2 separate regions of the Ovis aries genome follow, and region 2 is linked to region 1. Evidence: chromatin contacts called from public Hi-C data. All regions are on one chromosome and are shown on one strand. Each heading gives the region's core, a stretch centred on a gene start, on an enhancer-like site or on the middle of the called end of the contact. The rest is flanking DNA. Distances are from core to core; before and after follow the strand shown.

Region 1 (6,962 bases), core at 1,157-3,656:
TGGCAACTCCCTGAATGACCGTGAACAAGTTAGCTGACCTTTCCTGGCCTCAGTTCCTGGCCTCCCCCCTGGGGGTGATAACCCCTACCTCCCAGCATCTGTGGGAATCATGAGACACACACCTGGCAAGCTGAGCTAAGGGATCCGCTTCCCACACTTGTCACGAGACCCCTCGCACCCAAGCTTGTGCTGCAACGAATGGCAGGCTGCCGCACTGTGGAGCTTCTGACCAGCTCAGCACAAAGGCCGCACACACGCAAACCAAGACACTCATGTGCAATCACAAATACAGTTCGGGAAAAACGGCACACGCACACACACGTCTCTTCTTTCACCCAGGTTTTTAAGTGAGCTCCTAACCTGGAACACCCGGGGATGAAACCTTGGGCCTTTGATGCAGAGGGGCTGAGGTCAAGGGCTTTCGGCTGTGCACAGGGCGGAGTGCTCTTGCAGGGCCCCGTTAATCCCGAGGAACCATCCCAGGTCACAGGCATCTCTGCTTAATTGCATCACCACCTCCTGGTGCCAAAACACACACAGCCTTGCAGTCATGCCCAGAAATGTGTCCCCGACTGCGGCAGCATGCAGCTGGCAGTGACAGAACCCTGGTCCTCCAAGGATGTTTTTTCACACTGCTGTATATTCTTCAAAACCGTAATTATAAATGGCTTCGTGGTATTCTATCAAGTTGATGCATCAATAATCATGTTAATCCAGTCATCGAATGTTGGCTCTCTAGTTACTTGCAAGTTTCTGTTATAAATGACAATTCTAAACATCTTTGTATGTACTGCTTTTCCCCTATTTTGGCTTATTTCCCAAGCATACATTCCAAGAAATGGGATTACTGAATCAAAGGATAGGAATATTTTACTGGCTCATGATACACACTGCCAAATTGCTTCCCAAATGGGAATAATCAACATACAATGCCACTAGCAACATTAAGAATGTGCCAGACACAGTACAGCCTTGGAATTGGGTACTGGCATTAAAATGTTTCATTCTGTTAATCTAGGAAGCTAAAAAACTATACGTTATTTACATTTAAATTATGCACAAAGCTACATACTTCCCCAGCTATTATTAGTCTGCTCTATGAGTCTCCTTTAGTGAATTCCTTTCCATTCTCGGCTCATCTGCTATTGGAGACTCAGTGTCTTTTTCTCTCTGCTGTCTGTGGACATTACAATGAAGCCATCAACCTTGATGGGAACAGAACTAGTCACATACTTTCCACCCACCCCACCCCCTACCCCCCAGCTGGGGTGGGTGGGGGGAAGTCTCAATGGTGGAGCATCTGCCCAGGTATCAAAGGGGTTCAGTGTCTGTGGGGAATTTAAAAATAGTAATAAACCCAACTGAAAGTTGGTCTGCTTTTTATTATCACCGCAATGCAAGCAATTCTCAACAATGCCAGGGGTAAAGGACGCCTCCCTGCCATATCCCTACCCTCTTGGTATGGCAGCGATTGGCCTTTTGACAAGCTTTCAATGGCACAACCTGCCTGAGCCGTGAGGACTCCTCCCAAGGCAGAAGGGGCAGCCTCACCACTGTGATTCTGAAGAGCATCTTCTGAACAAGGGAGCTTTGGTGAGATGCCGGTTTCTCTCCTACCAGCTCAAGCAGAACCGAGACCTGTCTGGCGTGTTTACGATGGAGTCACCCACTGCAGCCTTTCCAAGGTGTGTGTGGCTACCCCAGGGATCTTGCTGAAAGGCAGATTCTGACTCAGCAGGTCTGGGGGGCGGGACTGGATTCTGTGTTAAGTTCTACGCAGTAGGACAGTGGTACTGGTCAGGAGCCCACGTGAGGCAGGGCCTGCAGGATGCTGAATGTGGGCTATGTGCTCCATCCTCCCAACCCCGCTCCCCTGCAATCTTCCTTGCACTGACCTGAGGCTGCAGGGCACGCCCTGTGATGAGACAGCCCTGACGTCCCTTCCCTTCCTTTCTGTTTATTCCCAGGGCTTCCGCCTTCCTGAGAGCGGGTTGTTAAGGCTTACATTCAACTGACAACTTTAAGTCACACTGAGCAGCTGCCCCAGAGCCCTTTGCCTGGGACCCTGTCAGCTCTGGGCTGGCCTCTCGGCGGCGGCTCCGAGCCTGTCTGTGTTGAGCGGGAGCTGCAGGGCCCTGTCCTTGGTGACTCTGCCCACCCTGGATGCAGACTGTGTCCCAGAGGCTCAAGTAGAGGTTTCCACAGAGAAGGCATTTAGTGAAACGCAGCTTGTCTATCTCAGGGGTGCACCCGGCTCCATCCTTTCACACACAGAACAATTAACTCATCCACGTGCAAGGAACACAGTATCATTTCCACCCTGCAGGCTCTCCCAAGTTGTACCTCTAAGCTGAACTTGAGACTAGAGCACCCTCTGCAGGAAGGGGAGGGGCATCAAGAAAACAGAAAGCTGGACAGCCCACAGAGGTCAAGTTCCAGATGGACCGTGTGGGAGGGGAGAAGGGCCGAGAGCTGCCTGGTACCGTGAATCTGGTTTCCCAGCGAGACCTGTGACAGGCTGAAAACCTGGACCTCAGAAGCAGGTGCTGTGTCCCTACATGCCACATCCAACCCCCCACCTCCCCTCAAGAAAGCTGAAGCCGTGCCTAGAAGGTCTCTTACCCCTGTGGCTTTGCACGTGCTGTAACTGCGGGACAGTTGACTGCAGCCCATGCGCCAGGGCTGTCCCACCGCATGCTCTGCAAACAGCTTTATTGCAGCACAGTCACTTCACTCCACACGCACACTGGCTCTGGCCACTTTCAGGCTCCAGAGACTGAGCTTACCTCACATGACCTTATGGCTCACAAAGCCTGAAACACTTTCTCCCTGGCCCTGTGCAATAAAGCTTTGTGACCCCGTGGACTGCAGCCTGCCATGCTCCTCTGTCCATGGGATTTTCCAGGCAAGAGTACTGGAGTGGAGTGCCATTGCCTCCTCCTAGAAGAGGCCTGGCTGAACCCAATTCCCTCAGCTCCCTGCCAGGCCTGCTCACTGCTCACTCCTTGCACAGCCTGCTCCTGCAGCCCTTGCACACACACTCCTGGAACTCCCACCACACTTGCAATCATCACTGTGTTACACACTCCTTTTCTGCATAGGATGGGCCCTGGTGTCCCAGAGTCTATTACACTCTTGGTTCTGCCACCCTATACAGGGTGCTGGGCATTTACTCCCTCTGTGCCCAGTGTCCCAGCAATGAAAATGAAGATTATGAAGCCATACACTGTGCCCAAGAGTTGTTAGGGAGCCGAGGGACTAAAAGATTACCAAATTCAAAACATGTACCTAAAATAACTCAGGTACACACACACACACACAACTGTCCTCTCTCCACGCTGTGACCATTTCTATTCTTCCAACATTTAAAGAACATCCTCACATCCTAGTGAGTATCCTTTAGAGAAGAGGGGAGGAAAACGGGATTTTTTTTTTTTCCTGGGGCTCAATATCCAGAAGGTAATAACATCAGCAAGGCTGCCCGCCTTTGAGCCCAGGCAGCAGGTCAAGGTGGTCACCGGCACAGACTTGGGTTTAGGGAACCAAGGCTCTTGGGTTCGCCCCAGCAGCCAAAACACAGAAGGATGCACAATGAATGCTCTGAAAGACAGTAAATGCTCAGCAAGGTCAGAAAGGAAAGTATCACAGGGTGGAGGATTCTGTCTTAACGGACAATACTGGAAAACTCTGATTAAATGATACCTGGAGGCACTTGGTGGAGCTGAGTAGTTGCTAAAGCATTTGCCATGAGAGAGCCTCAGTCTGAAACAACACCTTTCCACTTCTTGGCCATGTGACTGTGGGCCAGCTAATTAACCACTCTGAACCCTAGGTTTCTCATGAGTTAAAACCAGCTGTCTTCTCAGGAGGTCATGACTGAATAAGCTCAGGTGTGTATATGCAGAGTTGCTCAGAACCTGGCAAAAAGTAGGGCGTCAATAAGTCAGAGCGATTCACACTGAGAGGAAGGCGCCAGGGAAGTAAAAAAGAAAGTGCAGAGTTGAAAAGCACTGCTCCTTCACATAAGTAAATGAAATGTGCAGAGACCCAAAGCGGCACCGGGGCAAAACCCTCTCTCTCAGGCTGGACGTGCCTCCTTTTCTGGGTTCGGCACCAAAGGAGGAGCAGCAAATGGAACCACAAACTGCTGCGTTTGTGCGTGCAGCCCACCACTCTCAGATGAGCAGGAATTCTCAGACTTTTTAAAAACATATCTTTATTTCACTATTGGTTTTAACATAATTGCTGTAAGTGTTGGGCTTATGAGAGGCCCGGCCGCTGAGTCTGCAGTGGCCCAGTGCTGAGATCCCTTCCGCAGCACTCAGCCATCTGGCCTCAGGACACTCTCAAGGGTGACCTCACCTTCTGCAAGGCAGTTCAGTCCTGTATGGTCAGCAATCATTACTGGAAGAGTCTTCCTGACACAGAGTCAAAATCTGCTCCCACTCTTACCCCAGACCATTTAACAACTGGTCAAGCTGCAGTTCCCAAGTCACTTCATTCTCAACCTCTTAACATTTCAGAGAGTGATACATGCATACATGCAATTCTACTGCACACAGAAACCAGAGGTATGGGACCACAGATGTGGAACTGAATACTGTTCACAAACACACACACCATGAAACAAACTTACAGAATATACACTCCTTATCACAACTTCATAGCAAGATATTTTAGAAGATTCCAATTAATGCCATTCAGCACAAAAATCAAAGCACTCATTTTACAAAAGCCTACAAAGAATAAAAGCTATGAATCTTGGAAGAACAAACGATGAGGGGTGAAGCCTCTTAACTGTAAGAAATTACAGTTACAATTCTTACAAACTGTAAGAAACTGTGCTCGGTGTCACACTCATAACACATGCACACTCAGACACACACTTAGTCATGGAGCAAGGCCTTGAGCTGTGCCTCCTACAAGCTACTCAGGACTTGGTAGGTCCTGAGAGGTAGGAAACAGAGGGAGGGAGGGGGGCAGAGAAAGAGAAAGAAAAGGAAGGAAGGAAGAAATTCAGCTTCTGCACATCCAGGATTACGGAGCTTCTGGAGGGTCCAGACTGAACCATACCTGACTGATAGTCTTCTCCATCTGCACCAAGCCCAGGTTGGGTAGTGTGCTTTTTATAAAGTCAACTATGGTTTCTAGGTTTTCATGCTGCAGAATCAAGGGCTTATGGCTTCCCAGCAGACTTAGAGCCACTTTAAATATGACCTCTGATCCCTGAAGAAAGATCATATCTGGGAAAAACACAGAAAAGCCAGAAGTTAATACGGACTCAGTCGCTGATAAAATGACACACTGTCCCCTTTCTCACACACTGAAAAGCAGGACAGTGGGAAACACAACCCTAAATTAGAAGATCCTGATATTTCAGATAGGGTTGTCAAGATAATACTAAGAAAACAATGTATGCAAACATATTGCTAAAATTTTGTCACAAATTCAGATCTTTTTTTCACTCCAAAAAATATACTAAATTCAAACATGCTTCAAAAGTTGAACTGTGAAAAAGAAATTTTTAATTAGTCTGTTTTTCCAGAAATTCTCTGGATTTCAAAGGAGTTATTATTAAAACACATGTTTTCATGGGTAAAACAAAGATTTGTATACTCTACCCTAATTACTGATGCTGCAAGTGAAAAAAATGCCCATTTCCTCTGCTTTGAAATAAGGAGTTTAGTGATGTAAAGATCTTTAAAAACTGTAAAAAGCCTATATCATTGCAAAAGTACATTATTAAAAACAAGTGGAAACAGTGTCAGACTTTATTTTTTTGGGCTCCAAAATCACTGCAGACAGTGACTGCAGCTATGAAATTGAAAGATGCTTACTCCTTGGAAGGAAAGTTATGACCAACCTAGATAGCATATTCAAAAGCAGAGACATTACTTTGCCAACAAAGGTCTGTCTACTCAAGGCTATGGTTTTTCCAGTAGTTATGTATGGATGTGAGAGTTGGACTGTGAAGAAAGCTGAGCGCCGAAGAATTGATGCTTTTGAACTATGGTGTTGGAGAAGACTCTCGAGAGTCCCTTGGACTGCAAGGAGTTCAGTCCTGGGTGTTCTTGGGAAGGAATGATGCTAAAGCTGAAATTCCAGTACTTTGGCCACCTCATGCGAAGAGTTGACTCATTGGAAAAGACTCTGATGCTGGGAGAGATGGGGGCAGGAGGAGAAGGGGACGACAGAGGATGAGATGGCTGGATGGCATCACCGACTTCATGGACGTGAGTCTGAGTGAACTCCGGGAGTTGGTGATGGACAGGGAGGCCTGGCATGTTGCAATTCATGGGGTCGCAAAGAGTCAGACACGACTGAGCAACTGAACTGAAATACTGCTTGTTTAATTTATATGCAGAGTACATCATGAGAAATGCTGGGCTAGATGAAGCACAAGCTGGAATCAAGATTGCTGGGAGAAATATCAATAACCTCAGATATGAAGATGACATCACCCTTATGGCAGAAAGTGAAGAACTAAAGAGCCTCTTGATGAAAGTGAAAGAAGAGGGTGAAAAAGTTGGCTTAAAACTCAACATTCAGAAAACTAAGATCATGGCATCTGGTCCCATCACTTCATGGCAAATAGATGGGGAAACAATGGAAACAGTGAGAGATTTTTATTTTGGGGAGCTCCAAGCTGGTTTTAGAAAAGGCAAAGGAACCAGAGATCAAATTGCCAAAATCTGCTGGATAATGGAAAAAAAGCAAGAGAGTTCCAGAAAAACATCTATTTCTGCTTTATCGACTCTGCCAAAGCCTTTGATTGTGTGGATCACAATAAACTGGAAAATTCTGAAAGAGATGGGAATACCAGACCACCTGATCTGCCTCTTGAGAAACCTGCATGCAGGTCAAGAAGCAACAGTTAGAACTGGACATGGAACAACAGACTGGTTCTAAATAGGAAAAGGAGTATGTCAAGGCTGTATATTGTCACCCTGCTTATTTAATAT
Region 2 (6,962 bases), core at 2,547-5,046, 520 kb before region 1:
AAATTTAATTTACTCTTACAGATTCATCCACTCCACTAGAGAGTATCTTGCTGCAAATCCTTCTAAATAAAAGCACTCATATTCTCAGGAGTATAGTGGAAGAATTCTGATCCTGAAACTCAAGCAGGAGATCTGTGCTTGACCCTCTCCATGGGGGAGTGGATGTGGGGAGGCCCTTTTTTACATGCAAAATGCAGAGGGCAACTCTTTTGTCTACTTCCTAAAAGATTTATCTTCAAGGTTTTGGGGAAATTAAATGAGATTAAAAATAATAAAAAAAAGAGAGAAACTTTGTTCATCTGAATATGCACACAATTTTTCAATCTATAAAACTATACACACAGCATTAAATTTGTTGATTCTGATCTCTGGAACAATGTCAAGTACTTGCCTCTTTCCTAGAATATTTAGCCTTAGTGGTCAACACCACCCCCTCCCCAACACACACACCCTTAAAAAACTCAGACTAAATTCAGTTCAAAAAGCAATGGCTGCTTTCATTCTATCTGAGATCTCATACAGGACCCCGTCACTCGATAATTGCACGGTCCCAATAGTTTCCTATCATCTCTACTCTTGCCTTACCTGGAATCCTTTACTACCAGCAGGAGCAGCACAGTGGATGGGGTCTGGAGCTCATTTTGGTTTAAATCCTAACCCCATCATTTAGCTCATAAAACCTTTTTCAAATGACTTTTTCAAATGTCTACAGCAGTAAGTACTGAACCCATTTAGAAATGAATGACACGTTAAACTTGCTACAGTTTGTGTCATTTTAAGACATTAGTGAAATTACTTTCATTTGTTAGTTTTCATGTTTTATCTAAATTTAAGGAAATTAGTGCTTTGAAACACTTGTAATCTTAAGAGAAAAATTCATCTAGCATAAAGCATCCCTCCTAACAAAACTGGATTCATTTTTCTTAAAAAGTAATTGTTTTAAGGGTTGTTTATTCAGAACTTTACCTCGAAGAGTAACTCAATCACTGACGAAAGGATACTTCTCATACACAAGGATTTCAGCTAATAAACAAGTAATGATATTATAGAATTTAGAACACCTCATTTTAAAACTCCTAACTAAAGCATCACTTGGCAATAAAAGGTCTGTGCAAAATTCAAATGTCACTGTGAACGGAACCACACTCACTGTCCACTCACACGTGTAACAGCACTTTGCTCTCAATCTCGTAGCTTCTAAAATGACTGATTATACTTTCAGTGATAGTCAAAGGCTATGGAGGACATATTAAAAAAAAGAAATAGAAGAAAAAGACACACCCTAACCTTGGACCACTTTTGCCACTAGCGTTGACCTTATCTTTGGGTCTGATCTAGAATAAGAAAAGAGTGACTGCAAAGTCACTGAAGGGCCTTCCATATAATTCAGCACTGGAAGAAGTGGGGTCTCTAAATTTAGTGGCTTTTGTTATGCATGGGCAACTGAGCTCTGGGGCTATTGAAAGAAAACTTAAAATGCTATAGAAAATCTATCACTACATAACCCTGACAGCAGTTCCAAGTAAGACCATTAGGTGGTGAGCTAAAACAAGTATTTAAAGACTAGGACACAGGCAGTAAATTGAGCTTGCCAAAGTCAGGGTCTTTAAATCTAGTGGGTTTTAACTAGGCTCAGGAATTCTTATCACAGAGATTAGAAGGCCCCCAAAAGTGGTTCTGTTTTTCTTACAACTAGTTCTCAAGCATTAACAGGTTTTCATCTTAGTTGTGTTAAACTAGCTTAGGAGACATACATTCTAAACTAGTAATCCCAGGATAACAACACTGCATTTACAAGAGGGAAAAAACAGGCAAAACAGGTTTAAAAAAAAAAGTCTAAGTTATCAAAGTGCCTAAAAGCAAAAATATAGAAAATAATTGCCAAAATAATTTTCCATCACGGACAAACATCTTCTTCCTCAACTGTTATTTTGCTGGGAAGGGCCAATACAGAATTTTCCTTCAAAAGGAAAAAACATTTTCCTTCACACTCTGCTTATGCTTCTGACTTTTTTCAGCTGTCATAAGAAGGCTCAGATTTTTGTCAAGATGCACAACTGCATGTTTATGTCTTAAGAAGCTTTGGTGAATCACTTACATGAAGTTTCACAAGCAATTATAGTTCCCTCTCACATGGTCCTTTTCAGCCCTCCATGGGGCCTACTTGACAATTGCTTCATGAGGGTACAAATGAGCTGCAGAGCTTAGAAATACACACAGGGCTTAATGTAAGAGGTTATGCTGCCAGCCTCCTTTGAAAATGGCTTGCCTTGAAGCTATGGCACATTTTATTACAGAAACAACCTTATAAATAACTGCCCCTTCCTTAGAAGAATGGGGGAGGGGTGGGGAAGAAAGGGAAAGAGGAGGGAGGTGTGTGGCAGGGGATGGAGGGGGGTCTGGAGAGAGAATGTATCGAAATAAATTTCTTGGCGATCTATCAGGATTTGCTCTGACATTCTCCCTTCTCCTCTCCTGTCTAATGCACTCAAAGGGACCCTGGATCCTTCTCCCCAAGCCCAGCCTGACCCTAAGCTTCCAGACTATCTGCCTCCTTCAAAGCTGATCTTTTGTTTCCTAGCCGACCTCAGCCAGGTGTAAGGAGAAAAAAAGGATGGCCAAACCAGCACATCGTCTGTTAAGTGCCCCTTTCAACCCATCCAAGCCTCTGGGCTTTAAAGGAGGAAGCATGCTGCCTCCTTTCACCTCTCACTCCCAAAAGGAACTTCAGGGAAAAAATAAAAAAGACAAATTAAAAAAAATAAAGGTGCGTGGCTGAGTGTGTGTGTGTGTGAGAGAGATTCTTGGTCAGGAGGAGGACCAGGGTGGGCAGGTAACATTCCTAAACTTCCTCTCCAACTAAACTTTTCTTTCTTTACTTTTGTACCCTAACTCTTTCAAGAGCTCCAAGGAGTTGCGTATTTAATGGCAGCTGCTCTGGCCAGAAATCCAAGGGGCCGGGCAACAGATGGAAGTGGACATTTCTAAGTCGGAGCCTCCTTTCAGAGCAGCTGAACGCTGGCACCTACCTGGAAAGGCATCTCGTTTTCATGACACTCGCTGATTTTTCTCCTACCTCAGTCTTCTACTGTTGGTGTGAAAGGAAAAAAAAATTCCGTGGAACACTTCTAAATCTTTGCCCCTCATAAATTAGTTATTTTGCATCAAAATGTTTTGTAAATGGGAAAGAAGTTAATTATTTAGTTTCAGATTAAATATAATGATCCATGAGCAAACAATCCGCCCTCTCTCCTCTCTGGGCTAACAAGCCACCCAATTTTACTTTCCTGCCTCCACCCATCTGCTCCACCCTATGGAGAGTTGCCAAGGCAGTCCAACTTGTCCAAACAGGACATGGCTTCAGATAAGATTCTGCCCACACCCTGTACTTCGGAAAGACCAAGTGAAGCAATTGATTTTGCATGTAAATAAGGACAGGTGCAAAGGTAACAACCAAGTGAAGTCCCTCCACTTTTCCAGACTAGGGCCCAGCAGAGCAGGGGTGGGGGCGGGGAGACACAAACCCATATCCTTTAGGTGAACTCTCAAGTTCAGTGCCACTTAGTTAGTGGCCTACCACATCTTTCTTAAAGCAATTTTAGTGAACACTAGTCATTTTCCCTATTAAGGTTATGTACGCAGTTTTCCTCCCCATGCCGACAATTTTTGTTTTTTAGTTTTAAGGGCCAGCGACCCCAACTCGGTTGAAAAGCACCCCTAATGCATAATCCTGCTGTGCACATGGCTTACGCAGCCTGCCTTGGCCCTGAGTTTTCTCCTGTGATGTGTTATATAATCAAATCCAGAAGGGCTGTGTGAGGCCACTGCCTCTCCACCGGGCGCCCTATCGCTGGAGACCCACCCCACTCCACCCTGAGGGGCCTCCACCCATGGGGCCCCACCCTCGGAGTGCGAGGCTGGGAGGGACCAATTGGCTCCAGCCAGCTGCCAGTTCCTGGAAATTCCGGCCTGAGCAGCGATGGCTGGAACCTTGCAAATAACCAGAAAGAAGTGGCATTGCTTCCCCCAGCTCCTGAGGATGCTTCACTAAAAGCTTCACGGAACCTCTGGTTGCGCACACGTGAGCTGTTGCTGACCACTCCCTTCAGAAGCTAACAAACAGAAAGGCACTCTGCGCCACTGCTGTGTGAGAGAATTCAACATGCCCCACCCTAATCCTCCTTGTCCCCAAAAGGCTGCGCCCCACATCTGCCTTATCTCCTGGCCACTCACCTCATCTTTCAAGCTTTCCTCACCAACTTCTCTATTTCTACTACTGCCGTGGCCGGGCTCTCAAACCTCAAGACTGTGTTACAGGGTCTCCCCTCCATGGGACTCCTATGCCTGCCCCTTGGACCCTCCAAGCCATTCTGACCACTCCTCCCCCCCGCCGACCTGCCACTTGCCACGTATCACAAAGCCCTCTTCTCAGCGAGTCTTTTCCAAACTCCCAAACTTTCCTCCAAGGGACACCCTTAGGGCTTGGAGGGCAGGTTCAAGCACCATGGCTCAGCACCCCCTTTCCTACCAGCTGCTCCCCTGCTCCACCAAGAGCCCTCCAAGCCGACTGCCCAGTTTCTCCCTCCACCCAGCCCCCTCCCCAAAGCCTTTGTTCATTTTTGGCCCCGATGCTGGGCAACCAGAGTGGAATGCCCATCCCCTTCCGGCTTATCTAAATCCTCCTAATTCTTCAAAGACCAGCTCAAGGCCCTCCCCACTCAGTGCAGCCAGCTGATTGCTCCTGGGCCCATCTGAGGCAGCCTCCTCTTACCTAGATAGGTGGGCCTTTCTACCTTTCAAATAGGCTGTCCAAGACCACCACCAGGATGGGCAGCACCTGAGCATGGGCTTACTTCACAGCTCCTTAGAGGGGTTCCCTTCCTGCTCCCCAACGGAGATCAGGCACACCCACTAAGTCAAGGTTTTGCCAGGCATAAGGAGTGGATATAAAAGCCCTGAGCTATAGGAGTCTCAGTCACTTCCCTTTCTCTTTAAATGCACTTGAAAATCTCCCTTAAAAAAGTAACATGAGTGAGGGGGCGAGGGGGCCTAACTTAAAGGAAATCTATTAAATGAAACTTCCTCAAAAAACCTATTGCTCCTAACAATAACCCTTTGCTTTTTATTACTCACCCAGAGAGCTCTTCTAAACAAGTCTAGTGTCAAGGTCTCGATTTTAAAACCTAAATTAAGGGCGGGGGTGGGGTGGGGGGGGGGGGGGTGGGGTGGAGGACAGTGAGAGAGAAAAGAATGTAGTGACTTGAAGTGTGTGTGCGCACGTGTGTGTGTGCATGTGTGTTAACAAACATTAGGTTGTTTTGTTTCAATGCTACTTCTATGGACCAAGGAAATCCAGGAGCTCAGTGATGTCACAGGTTTCCTACTGATTATCACCACCTTCACAACAGCACTCTCCAGGTCCCATTCTTTACAAGGACTGTGTCATTTCATGCCTACGATACGGGGAGGTACTACCTTCTCATTTTACTGCTGAAACAGAGAGGTAAAGTCATCTGCCCAAGATCACACAGCTGTTAGAGGGGTAGAGCTGGGATACAAACCCAAAGCAGTCTGATTTCAGGGCTGGTGGTGACTTGGTTCTCACTTCCACTGCCTCCTGCAACAGGGCACGACCCACAGCTAGAGTGGAATGGAGAGTTCTGCAGGCAGGTCCGGTCCATTGTGGATCCAGAGCCAGGGGCAGTGGATGTATGGCAGTGGCGACCTCAACTCCTGCCCGCTGGCCCCTGCTGCCTCCCCCTCTCTGAGTGGAGGCTTGGATGCAACATCAAAAGACGGCGTGTGAAGGCCCCGATTTAGGCAAACTATTCTTCCTGGCCAATGCACCTGCAATTGGTCCATAAAACTGCTCAGAAAAAATTGGCAGCTTCACCCAAGTAAATACGGAAATCCTCATAATAACTGTACAAAGGTGGAAGGGTCAGGTCCTCATCCCCATTTTAGAAATGAGGAAATGAAGGAACAGAGGTGAAATGACTCGCCCAAATTCGCCGAGCTGGTGGGAGCTGCAGCCAAGAACAGAAGTGTGTCTGCTGCAGACCCAGGCCTCTTTCTGTTCTTCTGCTCCACTCTGTGCTGTGGGACCCACTTTGAAGTCAAATCATCTTATACTTGGGCATTCCCCCAGGGACGGCGGGGTGTGGGATTTGTGTGCTGCCGCACTGGTCCATGGGAGGCAGTGCCATGGGGAGGTTCTGGCTGGCAATTATGATTTCAAAATGACTTTTCAGGTTAGATCACTTGGGACCTACTCCATCCTTGTGGCATAGCTGAGAATAATGACCGCACGCAATCTGAGATTAGCTCTAATGAGTAGGTGCTCAATAAATACTTGTGGGATGAATACATGAATGGATGTCAAACTACCTTTCTCACATGCTAGGATGAAATGAAGGGCAAGGGCCTAAGAGTGACTGTACCTCAGGTGTCACACAAGGAAAATCTGCCCAGGGGCCAGTGGTACTAGTCTAAAAATCATCTTCTGAAACACAAAGTAAATGTGAAAACCGTCGCTTGGGAGACAAAACACCCTTGCTTGAAGAACTGGAATAGGAACTCGAACTTACTCATGAAAGCGGTTCTGGGGCTCAAAGCTTTGTAAGGGACCAGGGCGTATAGTGCAAGAAACAGATAAAGGAGGGGATTTCAGTGATCAGACTTAGAGGACAGTAGTTAAGAGAACTAAGCTAGTTCTAGTTCTCTAGTTCTCTTAACTAGAGCATATGGGCCAAAGGAGAAAAACCCCACACTGGACCACTGGTCGCTCTCCTGGGTAGAAGGCACTGACCTCAGTGTCCGCTGGATCTCTTCTGTCTGGATTTGGCCAAACTCCACTGATCTGGTCTGAGACTAGCTCCAGGCCATCCCTGGAAAGCCCCAGGCCTTCCAGAGATTGGCCACCATCTTGGACATGTCCCAGATTAAGCTGGTCCTCCTGAAAG

What was found. A called contact is a pair of places that touch in the nucleus more often than the background predicts.
Region 2: a contact with region 1 is called in a Hi-C map of liver, with 3 times the contacts expected there. The contact joins two enhancer-like sites. A contact is called at or near these places in 2 of 16 Hi-C or Micro-C datasets (liver and mixed tissues).

Annotation. Positions count from the first base shown.
Region 1 is chr6:58,131,480-58,138,441 of ARS-UI_Ramb_v3.0, reverse strand. It overlaps TBC1D1 (TBC1 domain family member 1), which reads right to left. Exons shown (of 20, transcript XM_060417587.1): 18 at 5,074-5,243. Among named protein-coding and RNA genes, the nearest start is that of TBC1D1, 220 kb to the right of the region's middle. Within about 2 kb of position 2,406, at least 13 of the 54 cell types and tissues checked have an H3K27ac peak or open chromatin away from gene starts, as enhancers often do. A contact at or near this core is called in liver, where this site is marked.
Region 2 is chr6:58,652,490-58,659,451 of ARS-UI_Ramb_v3.0, reverse strand. The region is part of intron 1 of KLF3 (KLF transcription factor 3); the gene reads right to left. Among named protein-coding and RNA genes, the nearest start is that of KLF3, 9.2 kb to the right of the region's middle. Within about 2 kb of position 3,796, at least 32 of the 54 cell types and tissues checked have an H3K27ac peak or open chromatin away from gene starts, as enhancers often do. A contact at or near this core is called in liver, where this site is marked.